Regions from separate parts of the Mus musculus genome. Here all the other regions are linked to region 5. A link is a contact called in public Hi-C, HiChIP or PLAC-seq and Micro-C data. All regions are on one chromosome and are shown on one strand. Each heading gives the region's core, a stretch centred on a gene start, on an enhancer-like site or on the middle of the called end of the contact. The rest is flanking DNA. Distances are from core to core; before and after follow the strand shown. Region 1 has its middle 130 kb from the start of Tars. Region 2 has its middle 14 kb from the start of Gm52210. Region 3 overlaps Pdzd2 (PDZ domain containing 2). Region 4 has its middle 45 kb from the start of Gm52210. Region 5 holds the start of Sub1 (SUB1 homolog, transcriptional regulator).

The links. Hi-C and Micro-C count contacts between places; a contact is called where the count stands out from the background. HiChIP or PLAC-seq counts read pairs in DNA pulled down with a chosen protein or histone mark.
Region 1: a Hi-C map of B cells shows a contact between it and region 5, with 6 read pairs. The contact joins the enhancer-like site here to the promoter of Sub1 in region 5. A contact is called at or near these places in 4 of 39 promoter capture datasets (liver, pre-B cells and second pharyngeal arch cranial neural crest), 1 of 484 Hi-C or Micro-C datasets (B cells) and 6 of 115 datasets of contacts at active chromatin or transcription factors (the 230-238 cell line, embryonic fibroblasts, kidney and 2 more).
Region 2: a contact with region 5 is called in a FOXA1 HiChIP or PLAC-seq map of pancreatic cancer cells. The contact joins the enhancer-like site here to the promoter of Sub1 in region 5. A contact is called at or near these places in 1 of 39 promoter capture datasets (the C10 cell line), 6 of 484 Hi-C or Micro-C datasets (erythroblasts, erythroid progenitors, nephron progenitors and 2 more), 3 of 115 datasets of contacts at active chromatin or transcription factors (embryonic basal ganglia, microglia and pancreatic cancer cells) and 1 of 9 other capture datasets (liver).
Region 3: a contact with region 5 is called in a Micro-C map of the G1E-ER4 cell line. The contact joins the enhancer-like site here to the promoter of Sub1 in region 5. A contact is called at or near these places in 9 of 39 promoter capture datasets (the 3T3-L1 cell line, 3T3-L1-derived adipocytes, the HPC-7 cell line and 6 more), 7 of 484 Hi-C or Micro-C datasets (CD4 T cells, the G1E-ER4 cell line, brown adipocytes and 3 more) and 2 of 115 datasets of contacts at active chromatin or transcription factors (astrocytes and embryonic hindbrain).
Region 4: a contact with region 5 is called in a Micro-C map of embryonic stem cells, with 2.2 times the contacts expected there. The contact joins the enhancer-like site here to the promoter of Sub1 in region 5. A contact is called at or near these places in 10 of 39 promoter capture datasets (the 3T3-L1 cell line, 3T3-L1-derived adipocytes, the C10 cell line and 7 more), 19 of 484 Hi-C or Micro-C datasets (B cells, the G1E-ER4 cell line, Th1 cells and 13 more), 7 of 115 datasets of contacts at active chromatin or transcription factors (astrocytes, embryonic basal ganglia, embryonic hindbrain and 2 more) and 1 of 9 other capture datasets (embryonic stem cells).

The regions. Positions count from the first base shown.
Region 1 is chr15:11,530,840-11,534,598 of GRCm38.p6, reverse strand. No RefSeq gene overlaps it. Among named protein-coding and RNA genes, the nearest start is that of Tars, 130 kb to the right of the region's middle. Within about 2 kb of position 1,453, at least 61 of the 459 cell types and tissues checked have an H3K27ac peak or open chromatin away from gene starts, as enhancers often do. A contact at or near this core is called in the 230-238 cell line, B cells and memory CD8 T cells, where this site is marked.
Region 2 is chr15:12,304,757-12,308,272 of GRCm38.p6, reverse strand. No RefSeq gene overlaps it. Among named protein-coding and RNA genes, the nearest start is that of Gm52210, 14 kb to the left of the region's middle. Within about 2 kb of position 1,297, at least 69 of the 459 cell types and tissues checked have an H3K27ac peak or open chromatin away from gene starts, as enhancers often do. A contact at or near this core is called in erythroid progenitors and pancreatic cancer cells, where this site is marked.
Region 3 is chr15:12,364,551-12,368,458 of GRCm38.p6, reverse strand. Pdzd2 (PDZ domain containing 2) reads left to right here. Exons shown (of 26, transcript NM_001081064.2): 24 at 379-649; 25 at 2,697-2,831. Among named protein-coding and RNA genes, the nearest start is that of Golph3, 45 kb to the right of the region's middle. Within about 2 kb of position 2,053, at least 108 of the 459 cell types and tissues checked have an H3K27ac peak or open chromatin away from gene starts, as enhancers often do. A contact at or near this core is called in the G1E-ER4 cell line, astrocytes and cerebellum, where this site is marked.
Region 4 is chr15:12,273,786-12,277,584 of GRCm38.p6, reverse strand. No RefSeq gene overlaps it. Among named protein-coding and RNA genes, the nearest start is that of Gm52210, 45 kb to the left of the region's middle. Within about 2 kb of position 2,279, at least 14 of the 459 cell types and tissues checked have an H3K27ac peak or open chromatin away from gene starts, as enhancers often do. A contact at or near this core is called in embryonic stem cells and neural progenitor cells, where this site is marked.
Region 5 is chr15:11,994,704-11,998,309 of GRCm38.p6, reverse strand. It overlaps Sub1 (SUB1 homolog, transcriptional regulator), which reads left to right and starts at 2,303. Exons shown (of 5, transcript NM_011294.3): 1 at 2,303-2,359.

The DNA.
Region 1 (3,759 bases), core at 204-2,703, 460 kb after region 5:
GGGGCAGAGAGTTGTGGCGACTGACCTAGGGGCGGAAGGCCATCATTGTGTGGGGCTGGGGTGGCAGTGAAGGGAACTTGGGAGTTCCGGCAAGACTGTGCTGGGACAGAGTGGTCAGCAGTAGCGCAGGGAGCCTGCCAGTCATTAAAAAAAAAAAAAAAAAAAAATCCCCGAAACACAGGAGAGTCCTCAGAATTTGTGATGGTATTTCCCAGAAACCAATGCAGCTCTGGATTTTACAGTGGTCAAATTTCTTTTCTTTTTAGGGAAACCAAGTCATAGTATTCTACTATCCTGGTTCCCCAATTATTGGTCAAGTATAAAAGGATAAAAATAAAAACAAAACAAAACAGCAAAATTCCCTGATGAGTGATAATAACTGGCTTTGGATAACTTGAGCCTTATATCTAAGCAAGGCAAACTGTACTCCTTTTATTTCTATTCAGAAAAGCATTTGTTGTGTTTACAGCATCTGAAGACACAGACAAATACCATGCATCCACTTCCAGTTTCATTAGAAGTAGCATGGAGATAATAAAAGTATTTACTACTGATTGTCCCTTACATGTGAACATTGTTGTTGTCCACTGAGAAGGAGTGAGGTTAAAAAACTGTTTTCATCTCATAAAATTGTGGTTATTACTTCATATTTTTGTAGAAATAATCACTACCTAAATGCATGGAGTGTTGACAATTTTTGAAATGGGGCCAAATAAATCAAGATCCCAGTCCAAAGCAGGCAGAGCCCAAGTGCAGACCCAGTCCAACACCAAACCAATGATTCAAAATAAACATGGTATCTCCCCAGGGGCCCTTGCAAAGTGAGGTCTCTAGAAGGGGAAGTGGTTTCCCAGTGAAGAAAAGAAAGGATGCCCTTAAAGGGTGACAAAGTTTAGAAACTCAATGGAGAAGCTCGGCTCTTAAAACTATTTCTCTGTTCCAGACTTTTCTTTAAGGACTTCTACTTTCCCAGGAGAGAAAAACAGAGCCATTCTGAGACAATAAATTAGATGTCAAGTGTACACAGAGGTGATACGTCTAGATGTGATCAACGCCGAGACACAAAGTCACTCCATCCCTTTTGGTTCTTGAACTTCAAGTCTGGAAAATGCCTTTAGCTTAGGATGTGAATAGTGGCCTCTCCCCCTTAAAAGTGGAAGCAATCTCATAAAGAATGGAGGTTCTTTGAACCTTGTAAATAAATCAATCCCAGGATAAGCCATCAGAACAACACGATCAATCAAAGCCTACACATGAAATGGGAATTGCAGAGCAGTGCCAAGAGTCTTATCATAATTGCTTCCTGACAGAAAGCACGGATAACAAACTCAGGACAAGGCCACGGAGATGCTGGTGGAGAGCTTGTTTCTTGTTGCTCTAGGTATCAAAATAGGAAGTAAACAGCTCCCAACAGTTCTGAGAATCGCTGGGCGGAAGTGCTGTTTCCTCTCCCCGCACCTGCACAGCTTATGAATCTTTCATCTTCCCAGTACAGCCTTCTGCAAGCTGGCTGAGGCCCTTTCACAAAGACTACTTCTTCTTATCTTCCTGGGACCTAATGCAGATGTACCAACATGCACCCCCTTCCTCCCGATAAGGAAAGGGGGGGACCGCTCCCACTGATTTCCACGCAAAGCAACTTCTATGCAGACAAAGGGAAAGACAAATTCCAGCTCATGGAATACTGTGGGACAGAATGAGCACTGATGCTAGGTCGGTTTCCAGTACCACCCAAGCAGCATCTCGGCATGACTGAACTACTTCATCGGGATCCTCAGCAGTAACCAATAAACAGCTCTGGATCTCATTAGCTGTTCAACCCAGTGTACGGTCCTACCAAAAATAACATGTAAGCTTATTTTACAAGGAGCCTGGATTTGTGTTACCACCTACTGGCGATTTTTAATACGACATCATCACCGGCCTGGCACCTGACATTTACATAAGGCTTTTTTTCATGCCTCTATGCCTGGAGAACGTTAAGGCACCTGGCTGTCCGAGTCCTGCTATGAGCCAAAGAAAGCTCCTGTATTCACTCTATCACCTCTGCTTGGCATAGCATATTCTGGTTCCAGTTCATGAAAAGGTGTTCTGAAAGTTATCCCCAGGCCATCTGATTCCGTTTAACCTGGACATTTTAATTTGAAACACTGATGCTTTAAGATGACAATTACTAACGGGAACAGGCTAACTTGTTCTATTAGGTACAACATTCAACCGTGGTTCATGGTTTGACTATCAGTCTTTCAACATGTACACAATTGTCTTTCAGATAACAGAATGGTTTATAACTAAACATGCTTTAAAATGACAGAAAAAAATCTAGACTTTAAAAGGACATTCAAATACTCTGGGTGTAGGGGTTAACACGAAGAGGATACTTACTGGGTACTGTATCTATTTTTCAATCTTCTTTACTAATCTAGTAAGTCATTCTTTAATTGCAATTTACGAAAGGATCCAATTTTGCTGTAAACTAAATCCATCATGATTTCTCTGTAGGGCTCTTTTTTGACTGAGCCTGGAAGACCATTTACATTACTCTATAGAGAATCATACAATCTGAGTGAACCTGGGATACTGCCACTATAGTGCTGATCACGTAAATACTATGTTTCTGTGGCTTCACAGTGAACTAACCACATCTAGTATTTATTACGTTAAGAAAATCACTTCAGTTAAAGCTTTATTTATGGAGAAAATTTAAGAAAAAATATATGCAGAAAAAAATTCTTGGTATTATGCTTTGCTTGGAGAAATGAAAACATATGCTAAATAAGATTAAGCTTTATAAAAGCTGTGCTTTGACGGAACGAGAGAAGTCATTTGGGCAGAGTATTGACTCTCCCGTACCATCCTATTAAGGATCAATTCTTTTCCACATACTGCATTAACAGGAAAACATAAGAAGCTCTTCTGTAGACACGTCTGTCCTCCTTATGGAGAAAAATAGAACCGAAAATCTGAATAGAAAGAAAGGTCTCTAGCAAGAGCCAGCACTGAGGGCTTGGCCAGTCCAGATGTCTGGCTCAGGACTTCTAACCTACTGTAAGTGAGCAGTGACTTGGGGACACAGCAGGAGGAGAGACATTGCGATTTATAGGCTAGTTACAGGCAAATACTTTGCCAAATCTCCAGGGTTTTTTTTCCCCTCCAACTGTCTTCTGCTCTTTCTTTCCATCAGTAAGTTGAAAGTCGTTTCTGTTACTCAGAACCTAACCAAGAAAATAAAAATGTGGAAACTATACCATACTAATTTTGTAAGTCAGGAAGAAGAGAAGCAAACACTGATTTGTGAAGTAGTCCAGGGATTAATCACATTGAGAAGTGGCCTCTACTCTGCTTTGGGGAATCAAGTCCATAGTTCACTACTAAATATCTAGATGATTCATTCATACTACCCAGTTAGGTAATGGGATTCACAGAGCAAGTGCTATCTATTCATTTTGCATTACCATTACTCCACACCCTATTCTGAAGAATAGTTAGCTGTTCAAAGAGTTGAGTAGAGAATGATCCATGAGGCGAGGTGATAGAATTTATCCTAAATGAATTAAACAACAGTGATCCAGAACCCAGGCTTCCCCGGGAGGACACTACGGCTGTTAAAATCAGTAGTCTCTTTAGGAAGCTTTAATGAACCCAACTGAAGAAATATAAAAAGTGTCATGAGCTTTATATGTATTTATTCATTGTGGTACCCAGGATGAAATCCAGGGCGTTGTACATTGTGGGGCATCCCTCTGCTGCACAGTGACA
Region 2 (3,516 bases), core at 48-2,547, 310 kb before region 5:
TTCTGGGTTGTCTTGTCCAACTTCGATGTGATGTCTTTCAGTTTTATCTTATTCTACTTTCTGTGATTATGATTTATTGTTATCTCTTTGAAACCTGCTCTTTTCTAAAGAAAGGCAGAAGGGGAGTGGGTCTGGGTTGGAGGGGAGGTGGGGAGGAACTGGGAGGAGTACAGGGAGGGGGAAAATGGTAATCTGAATTTCTTTTATGATGAAGGGGGATACCAAGTAAGAGAAAGGAACCACAGAACGGAATCTCAGAGCCTCCCACTGTTGTAGGGGGCACTGTTCACTTAAGCTGGCAGGCCCTGGGATGTCAAGGGGTACTTGGGATTCCAGGATTAAAGCTGCAACTATCTTTAATAAATGTAACTGATACAAAAAAAAGAGTAATAAAATGGCATATTACAAAGTAGTACAATAATATGACCTTATAATGGTAGCCTACTCAAGGTGAGTTTTTTTTTAACTATTTATGATGTTTAATCTTGATTTTCACCCTAACTGGACCTGGAATGAGCTGAGACAGATCATGGGGCACACCTGTGATGGTTATTTGAAGTGTGTTGGTAACAAGGCCACAGCCATGTCACCGACCCCAGACCCAGAAGAAAGGCAAGGCCTTCCTTCCTGCTCCAACAGCAAACGTTGCTAGTGTGTGCAGAAAATGTCCACGGCAGCTTTCTCCCTACCCCCTCACCTCTCAGCCCTGTGGTTCTAAGGCCTGAATGCTGCTCTGCAACAGAGATTGCTCCTACCGAGGCTAGCTAACCCTGCCTCCTTCTTTATTCACCTGTATGAAGTCTCCTCAGATCCCTGTTCACCTTGTATAAGAAGCACACAGAGACTGTGGACTCCTGAGGTTTCTTCATCTTAGAGAGCCCAGTCCACCCGATTGCAGCTTTCCTGTGTGTTTATATGGTTGTCTTTTCCTCATTCTCTCTGCTAGGTCAGGTCCCTCCCTGACGTCAGGCTGGGCAAGGCACAGAAAGACACAGAAGAATCAACAGAAGTCACAGGATGTGGGAATTAGCATAGGGAGGTAGATTAACACTGGGGTCATGTGTTATTTGTTCTATGAAGCAGATTTTTTTTTTAAAATTTGTATGGGTGTGTATTTGTATTCAGCCTTACGTATGTCTTTTGAAATGTCGGCTCCACTGAGACATAATCCACGCACCGCATAGTTCATCCAAATGGTCCAAGTGGCTTTCAGCATATTCACAGAATTGTAAGCCACCACCCCAACAATTTAGTCCAGCTTCGTCATTCCCCTTCTCCCCGAATGCATGTCCACTAGCAGATGTTTCCCCCACCCGCCCCGGCACACCCTCTTCTACTTCCTGCCTCTGTGGATCTATCTGCCTTTTGAATGAGGTGTTGGCTCCTGTTTTCTCTTCCTGACAATTGTCTTCCTGGTCAAATTTAATCCACGTGTTCACTTACAGCTACTTCTGCTTACCCTGCAGCAATGCAAACATCTCCAACTGTCACCATACTTTATTTAGCCTCATTTCTATAAATGTGCTGTGGCAGTAACAAATGACATCTGCCAACTTCCCGTGGCCACTGTCCTGAGCTGACATGGGATTTCTCACTAGTTCCCTGCTGTGTCCTCTCCAGTTCTGTCTCTCCCCATGCATGCCCGCCACAGGGCAGGACTCCTCTTTGCAGGGTACAGTCCTGGGACCACTGTCTGTCTGTCTGTCTGTCTGTCTCTGTATCCCCCTCACTGTCTCTGTCTTTCTCTGTGTCTGTTTGTCCCCCTCTTTCTCTCTCTTTGTGTACATGCTATGGTATATGTGTAGAGGTCAGAGGATAATTTTGGAGAGGCAGCTCTAGACCATCATGAGGTCTAGAGATATAACTCAGGTTGTCAGGGTTGGGCAGCCAGTTTTTCCCTGCTGAGTCACCCTCCCCTCCCCCAGTCTTCTGCTTACTAATAAAATGTCAACACTATGTAAAAACCTGCCCTAATGTATTGTTAGGGAATGATGACAAGAATTTCATTTCTTTCTCGTGCTCTTTAGTTGAACAATGGCTAAATTTGCAGATTCAAAGCCTGCAAAGGTAGAGAGACAAACTGTGTTTGCCTGTATTCAGCTTGAAACCTATTATCCAAATCTGTCTTTGCTATTTCTCAAAATCAAAGACTTGTGACAAAGTCTATATATGTAGATTCTTTCACTCCATTATTTCCTTCCCACATCAAGGGGTGATGTCAATTTCCCATTTTTTTAAGCCATAGCAGCTCCTGAGACTGCCTCAAGCTTTGATGAAAATTGGCTACACAACGTGTGGGGTTAGACCATCAAAACACACCAGTCTGCTTTGTTCTCTTGAGATGCTGACTCTAGAATGACAGACAACAAGTTGTAAGGCTAGTGCCCTGTGGGAAGCTCATGTAGACAGGGAGTGGGATTCGTGCGACATCACTCTCACTCATGTAGACAGGGAATGGGGTCTGTGTGCCGTAGCTCTCACCGAGCTTTCAGGCAACTGGCCATGTATGTAAACTATCTTGAAAAGGAGCCTTTAGCCCTGGGTTATCTCTCCACTGCCCTGTGGGGTCCGTATGACCACTGAGTCAGGAGGAACTGAGCGCTGAAGGACTTACCAGAGATTGGCGGTTGGTGCTAGAGATATAGCTCTGCGTGGAGTGCTTGCTCTGTGCACAAGGCAAAGGAAGGGTTTGCTCCTCAGGCATGCAAAATGGGCAAAAGGACTAGAAGGAAGTGAATCAATTCAGGAGGCAGAGGCAGGCAGATCTCTGAGTTCGACGTCAGCCTGGCCTGCAGAGCAAGTTCCAGGGCTACACAGAGAAAGCCCGTCTTGAAAAAACTAAGACAAACAAATAATTAAATCAAGGCGAGAGGAGAAAAAGTTTTCAACCTCCTCAAAGCTGGATCTGAGACTACGTTCACTTAACTACAGGAAAGTTCTGGAAAAATGTTGTGTTTGGAGGGGTGCTTAGTTTGGGTCTGGTATAGTTCAGGCTGGCCTTAAAATCTCTGAGCATGGCCACATACACCGATGGCCTTGCATTCCTGATCCTCCAGTCTCCACCTCCAGAGGGCTGGGATTACAGAGGCACTATACCGCCATTCTCAACTGAGAACAGTGTCTTAAGTGAGTCCACCTTTGTGCAACCATTACAGTGTACACACATGGATAGCTAGACTGCTAAGATGTCAGTAGGAAATATATATTCTCTTAGGGGACCATCCGTAAAATCATCTCTGGCCCATCTTTATTGAATAGTACACTTACATTACTTCCTTCTTCTGGAAGTTACTCCGTATCCATAATGGAAACTCATTCTAGGACCCATCACTCCCCCACCAGCTTTCTTTATCCAGTTAAGTAACTCCTCAAGAGTGGATTCTATAGCTCATTTTTTATGCTGGAGACTTAGAAAAAAAAACACTCATCAGTGGATACCAGGGACAAGAGCCATCAGGCTGACAAAAACAAGAGAACTCTATTCACTAGAGTGGTAGCTGGAGTAGGCTGGAGAAA
Region 3 (3,908 bases), core at 804-3,303, 370 kb before region 5:
CTAATGTGGCATGTAGGGCAGATGCATTCGTCGGCATAATTACCTACATTGTGGTCATTTAAGTTTAAGCACTGGGAAGGAGAGTCAAGTGCCCACACTTGCCACTTGCAAACAGTAGCACTTTGAAATCACTTGGCCACATTCACCGGGCAAGCAGTTCATTTGTCTCTCTTGTTGTTACCCTGTGGAGGTAACAAAGGAGCAGCCATGTCCTGCAGAGAGTTGTTAATTCGTCCTGCACACTGAACACTGACAGTGCCAGAGCTTTCTGACTAGGAAGCTTGCCATGAAGAAGTTCCTTGGCCATAGATCTGCAGTTACTTTCTTCTCTAACAGTTACCAGAGTCATGAATGAATTTGTCCTCTTTTCTGTCCTAGGTCCACAGGGTGTTTTCTCAGGGTGTGGCTTCTCAGGAAGGGACTGTGAGCCAAGGGGACTTCCTTCTCTCCGTAAATGGCACCTCCTTAGCTGGCTTATCCCACAGCGAGGTCACAAAGGTTCTGCACCAGGCAGAGCTGCACAAACACGTCCTCATGATTATCAAGAAAGGGAATGACCAGCCCAGGCCCTCCTTCCGGCAGGAGCCTCCCTCAGCCAATGGGAAGGCCCCATTCCCCAGAAGGACCTTGCCGCTGGAGCCAGGAGCTGGTGAGTTTTATCCACTGATAGGGGCGAGGGGCGTGAGCCACTGGTTGATAAGGACTGTACCCTGGATTACTTTGTACTAGCAAGATAAAAAAAGGCTAGTGAATGAGATAGCTTTTGTAATGGGACTCGATGTGAAAGGCTTCTAAACAAGGCGTGTCCTTGAGAAACATCAAGATTTCTGTTTCCTGTTTTAACAGACTATAAGAAAATGAAGGGATAAACGTGGGTTTTGTGTTTGCAAATAGAGACTGCAGACTTTCTGTGCCAAGAGCTTAGAAGGAGCTCGGGATGGACTCCCCTGTGAACACCACACTAAGTACTGTTCTGTCCCAAGGCCAGGCTCCTACAGCTTTCCGATGAGCCCTGCAGGCTCCCTCTGCAGCCCCTTCCACTCACAGGTAGCCCACAGTTCCAGGCAGGAGGGCCTTTGCACAGTCCGGGGTGGCTGAATGCCTCTGCCCAGTGGCCTGAGCTCTCCATAAGGGAGATAGCCTTCTGCAGTTGCACTTTGCCAGGCTGCAGACAGGTGTCTGATGTGAGCCTAATGGCAGTAGAGACTCCCAAAAAAACTGTTTAAAACCCCGATGACAAGAAAGTTCCCCGCTCAACCGCTCAACTGAAGCAGACATAGATATGTCTAGCAATGCTGTCGGGTGATTACAGGAGAGAGCCTAAGTTGTTTGTTTTTTGGTTTTTGGTTTTTTGGTTTTTCAAGACAGGGTTTCTCTGTGTAGCCCTGGCTGTCCTGGAACTCACTTTGTAGACCAGGCTGGCCTCAAACTCAGAAATCCACCTGCCACTGCCTCCCAAGTGCTGGGATTAAAGGCGTGCGCCACCACGCCCGGCTTTTTTTTTTTTTAAAGATTTACTTATTTATTATATGTAAGTACACTGTAGCTGACTTCAGACACTCCAGAAAAGGGCATCAGGTCTCATTACAGGTGGTTGTGAACCACCATGTGGTTATTGGGGATTTGAACTCAGGACCTTCGGAAGGGCAGTCAGTGCTCTTACCCACTGAGCCATCTCACCAGCCCCGAGAGCCCAAGTTGTTAACCACTGTGAATGCTTCCTTTCCCCTTTGTAACAGCAGCAAGACACCTACTAAAAACAATCATACCACTCCCAATAGTAGCAAATGTCTTTCAGATCATTCGGATTGGCTTTAAACTGTAGTAAGGATCTGGTAGTGATATTGGTTCAACTGTAATCCTAAGGATTGTATTAGGTAGGCAGTTTCATTCATTCATGGTTCCTTTCCTGCCTTCCAAGCAGCTAAGTACACCTTTCCATTCAACTCCATAGTACAGGCTTAAGGGAGCTAAAAGGCAAGTGTGCAATTCCTATTCAGTCCCCAGCCTGGCCTTTCTAAACAAGCCATAGAGCCAATATCACCATGGAAACGCTCTCCCCACACAAGAGCCAGATGCCAGTGAAGGATGCCAGTGTGAGGGAGGCAACCATGCCCCAGGGATTCAGGGTTTCCTCTCAGAAGCACAAAAGGCATAGGACAAGGAAGGAAGGAAGCCCCACTGGGTGCCAGGGAGCTTCCCAATCAATTATGACAGTCTCTCATGACCCACGAACTTCAGTGCCTTGGCTTTCAAATAGCAGATGGTGACATTCTGTTGCTATGGTAGCCAGGGTTGGCAGGAAATCGAATTTGATTCACTGAGTGTGACTTCCATCCTCACCAGGATGTGTGCTACCAGAATGCAAGGCTTGACAAGGGCAGTTTGTCTCCTGGCACCTCAGCCTGGGGGAGAGAGAATGCTCCACACTTACAGGAATGTACTGAAAGCAAGCGTTGAGCCCGGTAGGACACAGCCAGGCTCCCTTCTCTCTGGGAGGTCAACCCTGATGTTGGGATCAAAGGTTATAAACACTTGCCAGTAGATAAGGCTTGGACCAGAGTCCAGGGTGGCAGAGGCAGTGCAATGGAGGCACACTGGACAGGTGGCATTTGAGGCACACTTGACAGACAGCCCATCGTGGTTTTTGTTTTTTGTTGTTGTTTTATCATGACAAACATACATCCTTGCCGCAGGGAGAAACGGAGCTGCTCACGACGCTCTGTGTGTGGAAGTGCTGAAAACCTCTGCTGGGCTGGGGTTGAGTCTGGACGGAGGAAAATCATCCATAGCCGGAGATGGGCCGCTGGTAATTAAAAGGGTGTACCAAGGTAAAGTACAGCGCCACGAAAACACATCCCTCCTGTATGAGCACTAGCTGGATTTCCAAAATCTGCAGGCTTTTGTGGCTGCATACTCTTGAGTTGCCAAGGCCCGGGTAAGTTCCAAGAGGAGCAGTATGGTCAGCTATCCCGGCAGGAGTGCTCACTATCACCCCGGAGTCCAGTGATCTCATAGGCTAGATTGCAAGGAAAGGGGGGGAAATGGTGTTGAATGGTTTCTTCATGAACCTGAAGTTTTCGTTTTTATGATCTTGGGAAATTGTTTGGGCTAGATGACTTTTTTGATATGGTATGCATATGTACATGCATGTTCACATGCATACACATGTGAAAGCCCAACGTTGATATCAAGTATCTTCCTTGATTGCTCACCACTTTATTTCCATGGCAGAATTCCTGGGCTTGCCAGTTGGATGCCCTTCATTCACTTTAGAGTGTTGGGATTGATTACAGGTGTTTTGCACACGTGGGTTCTGGAGAGCAAAACTCCAGTCCTCACACATCTATTCATCCACCGAGCTATCCCACCACCACCACCACCACCACCACCACCACCACCACCACCACCACCATCACCACCACCACCACCACCACCACCACCACCACCACCACCACCACCACCACCACCATCACCACCACCACCACCACCACCACCACCACCACCACCACCACCACCACCACCATCACCACCACCACCACCACCACCACCACCACCACCACCACCACCACCACCACCACCGGGAAGCCTTTACAGTGTTCAGATGCTTAAGCAAACGGGGATTAATGTTTGCTCATTCCTGATATCATGGCTGATATCAGCACATAAATACTTAGAAATAGATCTGAAATCCACACGGAGGTCAGGTGTATTTGTTTGCTTAGAATGCAATGGTGTTTTGCCTGTATGAGGATGTTAGATCCCCTGGATAAGCTGACATGTGGGTACGAGGAATTGAGCCCAGGGTTCTTAACTGCTGAGCCATCTCTCCAGCCCCCCAAAACTCATTTGTTGTTAGAGGATGTAATAAGTAAGGTATCAAAACATAAGATTGGTTGTTCTCTTAA
Region 4 (3,799 bases), core at 1,030-3,529, 280 kb before region 5:
TAGGAACTTCCTGTCCAGGACACACCCATGATAACTGTTCGTGGGATGGTAATGTTCATGAATATACTCTATAATAACGCTAAATTTATATTTATTTGTTTATTTTATGTAAGTACTCTGTAGCTGTCTTCAGACACACCAGAAGAGGGTGTCAGATCTCATTATGGATGCTTGTGAGCCACCATGTGGTTGCTGGGGTTTGAACTTAGGACCTTTGGAAGAGCAGTCAGTGCTCTTCCAAACCGCTGAGCCATCTCTCCAGCCCAACAGCTAAATTTATTACACATTTACCTCACAATAGACACTTTACATGAAGAAGTTTCCCAGAGGTTCCACAAACGATGACCTTTTACATAGGGAGAAACTGAGAGCCAGGCGAGGTGAAGCTTCATAAGTTACAAAGCAAGGGGTTGGACTTAGGCATTGGACTTCAGGGAGCCCAAGTTCTTATCAACTGCATTTTGTTGCCTCTCATGAGGCCAATGCCAGCGTCAACTTGGAGAAATACATGAAATGTTACAAAATATGAGAATCTGGTAGCTGGAGAGATGGCTCAATGGCTGGGGGCACTGACTGCTCTTCCAGAGGACCTGGGTTCAATTCCCAGTACTCACATGGCAGCTCACAACTGTCTGTAACTCCAAGATATGACACCCTCACACAGACATATGTGCAGGCAAAACACCAATGTACATTTAAAAAGTTAATATTTAAAAAAAAAAAAAGACCTGGAGAGATAGCTCAGCTGTTAAGAGCACTATCTGCTCTTCCTGAGGTCCTGAGTTCAAGTCCCAGCATCTGCATGGTGGCTCACAACCATCTGAAATGGGATCTGATGTCTTCTTCTGGTGTTCTGAAGAGAGTGACAGTGTACTCATATACATAAAATAAATCTTTCTTAGTTTTTTTTTTTTTGTTTTTTGTTTTTTTTTTGTTTGTTTGTTTTTCGAGACAGGGTTTCTCTGTGTAGCCCTGGCTGTCCTGGAACTCACTTTGTAGACACCGCTGGCCTCGAAGTCAGAAATCTGCCTGCCTCTGCCTCCCAAGTGCTGGAATTAAAGGCATTGCCACCACGCCCGGCTTTTTTTTTTTTTTTTTTGGTTTTTCAAAAATCTTTTTTAAAAAACTAAAAAAGAAAGGCTGACTTGGTGATATGAAAAGATAGCTCTCAAAGTCTGTTTATGAAATCAAAGATGTGCAGAAACCTGCATTGGGAACAGAATCCGTCATGCAGCTGGGCCCCCAAACAGAGCCAGCGGAGAACTCTCTTCACCAGAAATCTGACTGCTATATTAAAAATAATTTCTGTTGGAGACTGGGCAGATGAGAGACCAAGAACACTTTAAGAAAAGGCTCCTCTGTCCATGAGGATTGAGATCAAACAGCATCTTTAATGTCAGCCTTGACACATGCACAAAATGCTTTCTACCTTGAATAATAGCAATTCAGAGTTTGAATGGATACACACACACACACACACACACACACACACACACACACATGAAATCAAGCCAAAAAATGTGACTATGTTAAGACGAATCACTGAAAGTATATGGGGACATGACAAGAGGGGACCAGAGGAGGAAAAGGTTGAGAACTGTAGTCTAGACAGCAGAAGATAAGCCGAGAGACCAAGAGAATAGAGAAAAGGGGCTGGGGGAGGGGACAACATTCCTTCCTCAACTTCCAAATGACCACCCACATCGACCACTTTCCTCTTTTCTGAATTCCATCATATCCTTCTGGGGTCAGGTAGCTTGGTAAGGCTGGGGCATCTCTTCTTCCTTAAATGACCAATATACTACTGTATGTATTTCCCCTCCTTTGTCTCCAATTATTTCTAGGAGGATTTAAACTTCTTCCTAAATTAGAAACTTCCCGAATACAAAACCTATAGCCAGGCATGGTGGTACATGCCTTTAATGCCAGAACTCCGGAGGCAGAGGTAGGGAGATCTCTGTGAGTTTGAGGCCAGCCTGGTCTACATAGTGAGTTCCAGGTCTGGGAGGGCTTCATAGTGAGACCCTGTCTCAAAAGAAACAAAGGAAATGCCTATCAAATAACACAAGCTTTAACCCGGCTTAGTTTTCCAACTGTCACAAAGTAACCACGGACCATCAGACAGCCATGGCCACTTGGTTACTTTTTCCCACTTCCCTTTTTCTCTTTCTTTTCACTTGCCAGAGATTGAATCCAGGAGCCTTGCAGTGCTAGCTGGGGTATCCTACCACTGAGTTACATCACAAGCCTCTGTGTTCTGTTGTTTTGATGTAAATTTAAGTACAATGAAACACCTGCCCACTCCCCCCAACTCCAGTCAAGGTTGTCCAAGGCTGCCCTGGTTTAGAGCTCAGAAATTTGCCTGCCTCTGCCTCCCAAGTGTTGGGATGATTAAAGGCATGCGCCACCACGCCCAGCCTATTTATTTATTATATGTAAGTACACTGTAGCTGTCTATCTTCAGAAGATGACATCAGATGTCATTGCAGATGGTTGTGAGCCACCATGTTGTTGCTGGGATTTGAACTCAGGACCTTCAGAAGAGCAGCCAGTGCTCTTAACGGCTGAGCCATCTCTCCAGCCCTACTGAGTCCTTTCTTATCCAGCCCTGTCTTCACCTGAATTCTTGGAAGCCTCAGCAGATTCACCTACAAACTGGATCAGTTTGGGCACAGGCTCTTTCATCCCTCTTGGTCAAACAATTGTAAAATCTATCAGGCTCCTGAGGGGTAAGCTGTGGCATGCCTGCATTCTTTCCCTACCCAGGAAAGGCATGCACTGTGCCTGTTTTGCTGGGGTATAGCAAGCACTGCACTCACGATGCTCACACTGCTGTGAAGGTTTTTTTTGGGGGGGGGGGGGTGTTGGTGTTGGTTTTTGTTGGAGGTGGTGGTGGTGGTTTTCAAAATAGGGTTTTTCTGTGTAGCCTTGGCTATCCTGGAACGCTAGACCAGGCTGTCCTCAAACTCTTAAGAGATCTGCCTCCTAAATGGTGGGATCAAAGCTGTGTGCTGCCATCTCCCGGCTGTGAAGAGGGGTTTTTGAATATACCTTCACTTAGGACTCAAAGGCAACAGCTTTTTGTTTTGTAAGACTATAAAGTTTATTTTTATAAGTGGCCAAAAGGCTCATAATTTCCACAACTATACACTTCATACTCTTTAATTACTGAAGACAAGACTATAATCTAAACCACAAAGTAGGCTACCAATGCCTGTTGTTAAAGCATTAAACCACCAATTGAACAAGATACTTTCCTCTTGAATATTTAAATACATGTAAATTGTATGCAAAACACTGGCTGCATTACCCAGGCCAGTCAGGCTTTCAATTTCACTGGTAAACACTAGGATACTTCTCTGGCAAATGGGAATCCAGGCAAACAGGACACTTCTCCTTTCCCTATCCTAGTATTTTTCAGGGTGGTGTATGGCCTTTAGCAAGGGTTGCTGGGAGATTCCTGATAGACCTATGAATTAGTGTCTTCGATGCTATTTATTACAAAGTACCTCCCCTCCTCCTCCCCCAAAAGGGGGGGAGGGATGGTTTATCTTGGCTCACAATTTGAAGGTACAGTCCTCCATGGCAGCAAGCCCATCAGGTGGCTGGACACGAGTGAGCAGTCAGACAGCAGGGATGGCTGGTGCTTAGCTGGCTTTCTCATTTTGTTTGGCCTAGGCTCCACCAGCTCAGGGACTACTATTGCCCAGGCTCAGGGTGTGCCCTCCATTTCAGTTAAACCTCTTAGGAAATGGCGGCACACACAAGCCCTTAAGTGTTGCCTATGTGTACATGTGCA
Region 5 (3,606 bases), core at 1,054-3,553:
TGGCCTCTCACAGTGCCGAGCCTCAGCTGCTCTTCGTGACCCCTCATGCCTTCAAAACCAGTACCACCTGGGTGACTCTTACACATTACCAAGTCCAGCCACAGCACAAGGTACAACATTGGCTATCTCTGGAACACAGCCTCTGTGCTCTCAAAAAAAAAAAAAAAAACAAAAAAAACAAAAAAAAAAAAAAAACAAAAACAAAAAAAAACCAAAAAACCAAACCAAAACAAAACAAACCACTTCCCAGAAGATGTCAAATCATTGATGCTGGTCTCTTCTTAATCACCGCTAATTTCTTAGCTCCAGCTAACCAGCATCAATTGTCCCAGTAATGCAAAGGTTTCACTCTAGTGGTTCTGGTATTTTGTTAATCACAGCTGATTCTTCAGCCCCAGCTAACCAGAACCACTGAACCTTCACAATCAAACTAGCAATGGCCCTGAAAAGAGTCTTTAATTTTCCCTCTGAAATTTCACAAGCCAGGCCTCCATCTTCTGCACTGTTCTCAACATTATCTTCCAAGCTCCTACACAACATCTCACAGAGTTCTTAACAGCGAATGGATCTTCTGGCCCAAAGTTCCAAAGTCCTCCCCAAAACATGGTCAGGCTGTCACAGGAATACCCCACTATGCTGGTACCAATTTGTCTTAGTCAGGGTTTCTATTTCTGCACAAGCATCATGACCAAGAAGCAAGTTGGGGAGGAAAGGGTTTATTCGGCTTACACTTCCTTGCTGCTGTTCATCACCAAAGGAAGTCAGGGCTGGAACTCAAGCAGGCCAGGAAGCAGGAGCTGATGCAGAGGCCATGGAGGGATGTTCTTTACTGGCTTGCATCTCCTGGCTTGCTCAGCCTACTCTCTTATAGAACCAAGACTACCAGTCCAGAGATTGTCCCACCCACAAGGGGCCTTTCCCCCTTGATCACTAATTGAGAAAATGCCTTACAGTTGGATCTCATGGAGGCATTTCCTCAACTGAAGCTCCTTTCTCTGTGATAACTCCAGCTGTGTCAAGTTGACACAAAACTAGCCAGTACACCCTTGTTTAGAGCTTCATACACAAAGACTCCTCTCTCACTTTATTTTGATGACGGTGTTGCTCTAGTTGGACTCCCGCATTCAGTAGGGATGCGCTGGGGCACTTCCCTACTACCCTTAGTAGGTAGTAGTTCCATTCAATACAAGGTTTGAATCACTTATTAATTTTTGCAGCTGTTAAATGTGAAGACAACGATCATTTCAACTCTTGAACCTGTTAGGATGATCACTATCTGTCAAATGCTGTATGTAAACCTTTGTGATGAACAGAACTCTGTTTGTTGTTGGCTACAGGAGGAAACCATCCAGTACACATTCTAAGCCACCTGCTTGTGGTTATTTGTGATGGTGGAGTGGATTTCCTCCGCGAGACTTTGGATCCGTGTTTAGACAAAGGTATGGCGATTCAGTATGCCTCCCGGTTTCTGTCTCCAGTACTTAGCTCCTGTATTCTAGGCTGGTAGTGAGGCGGAACACCAAGTCCATGGTAACCTGCAGAGGAGGATGCTGCGGAAAGGGAACACAAAAGGGGCCAGGGAAAAATGTAGCCCCCAAAGGACACATCCTTACTTTTCACCACCTCGTAATAATGCTGTCATATTATGACTATCAGAGCATTAATTCACTGATTAAGGCACAGCTCTCAGGATCCAGGCTCTTCTGAAAAGGTCATCAGTTGAAAACCAGATCCCCAATGAATGAGCCCACAGGGAGATTTTATATTCAAACCACAATTACTTTGGAGCCCCAGAACTCCATTTTAAGAATAAAGGTTTCGTGGCTAAGGACATTTGTAAGATTTCTTTGACTTTCTGAATTAAATAGTGCGCCTCGCAGGCTTGCTTCCTTTGGATTTTAGCAGCATGAGTCAGATCTTAAAGGTAGAAACGGAAAATCATCTGTAGGCAAGTGGGTCAGCACATTGTTTTTTCTCAGAGTAGCTCCCATCATTTCAGTACAGCATTTATAGAGCGGTACCATATACAAGCTATTTGCAAGCGCAAAGCTCCGTGGATCTTGTCATTTATGTTTCATTGACATCTCATTCTCCTTCAGATCAGGCCCAAGCTGCGTGGCATCTCACTGTGGTGCCATCTCCCTCTTTCAGGAGCATTTACTTCAGTATCTGTGGCGGCCCCTTTAAGGCCCTGGAAAGGGCCGGCTGGCGGTTGGGCGGCGAGGCCACGCCCCCTTCACGTGGCCTTCGTGCCATTGGGCGGAGCCAGGGCCTCTAAGCTGCCGTCATTTCCGGCTCTCTGTCAGTCCGGAGTAGGCGAGCGAGCGAGGCAGAGGTTTTTGGTCGGCCGGAGCGGAGCGTGAGTGCGTGGGACCCCGGGCCCATTCCTCGGGGCTGCGGCCAGGCCGACCCCAGGCTACCGCGGCCCCCTTCGCTCTCCTTGCCGGTGGGGAGAAAAACGGCAGCTCGGGGGAAGGGCCTCCGCTCTTGCCCGCGTCCCCGCGGGGCCTCGTGTGGCGGCCGCTCTGGGGAGCCGAGCCGAGGCGGTGGGCGCGGGCAGGCAGGCGAACGGCGGGTGATGGCCGCGCGCCCCTCGGACTGGGTGATGGGGCTCCGGGCGGAGGCGCTAGCGGTCTGCCCTGAGGCTGCGCTCGCCCACCCCTGTCCGGACCACCGTGCTCGGGAAGCCATCCCTTCCCCACCCTCGGGGGACGCTGGCCCCGCGGGGTCGAGGGGCGGGGGGCGCGCTCGGCAAACATGGCTGGGCTCCGGGGCGAGGAGAAAATGGCGCTGGCGCAAGGCCCTCCTCTTGTGCACGCTCTCGACGCCCCACGCCCCCTTCCTGAGGCCGGCAGTAGCCCCAGCCCTCGCCTCGGGGCTTTCGGGAGCTTCCTGGCCGCGACCCCCACGGTGCCACGCGCCGGCTCGCCCTCGAGAGCCTCGCACTCTGGGATGTTTTCAGTATTCCCCAGCCCCGGGCACCGACTGGTCGGTCTATAAACTACGGTCACCCCTTTTAGTTACCTTTTGCTCGAATTACGAAGCCCCCCGCCCCCCGGCCTCCAAGAAACCACCCCAGTAAAGCCTCATTAAAGTTAAAAGTCCAAGTGTAGGGAACGGGGCTGGCTTTAGTTCCCAGTAACAAACATTGTTTTCTTATTGGGTAGATTTAGGTTAGATAATGACGTGGTTCTTTGAAGTAATTTTAGTTCCCCAGACAGCTTTTCGTAATGGGAGATAGATATGGCTGGCTGTTTGCAAGCGAAAGATTTGTTTATGTGCAATTCCCTCTCAAAAAACAGGCTTTGTGTAGTTGTGTGACCGAGCTAGCTTGGGAAACTTGATTTTGGAGGTCGGGTTGTGAAATGGAGCAGTAAGAGGAAAAGCGAAGGGACTGGTTAGGAGCCTTCTCCCTCCTGAGTTTAGGTATTACCTCTAACGGACTGGCCAGTTGTGTAGAGTCGTGGGCAGGATTTGGGTAGCTCACTTTTGCCTTGACCTCCTATTTTGCACATTGAATGCCAGTTTGGTCTTTAGAGAGCTGGGTTATAATTTTTTTGATGTAGGAGGTAGGAATTGATGTATCTTTCTTGAGCATTTACAGAA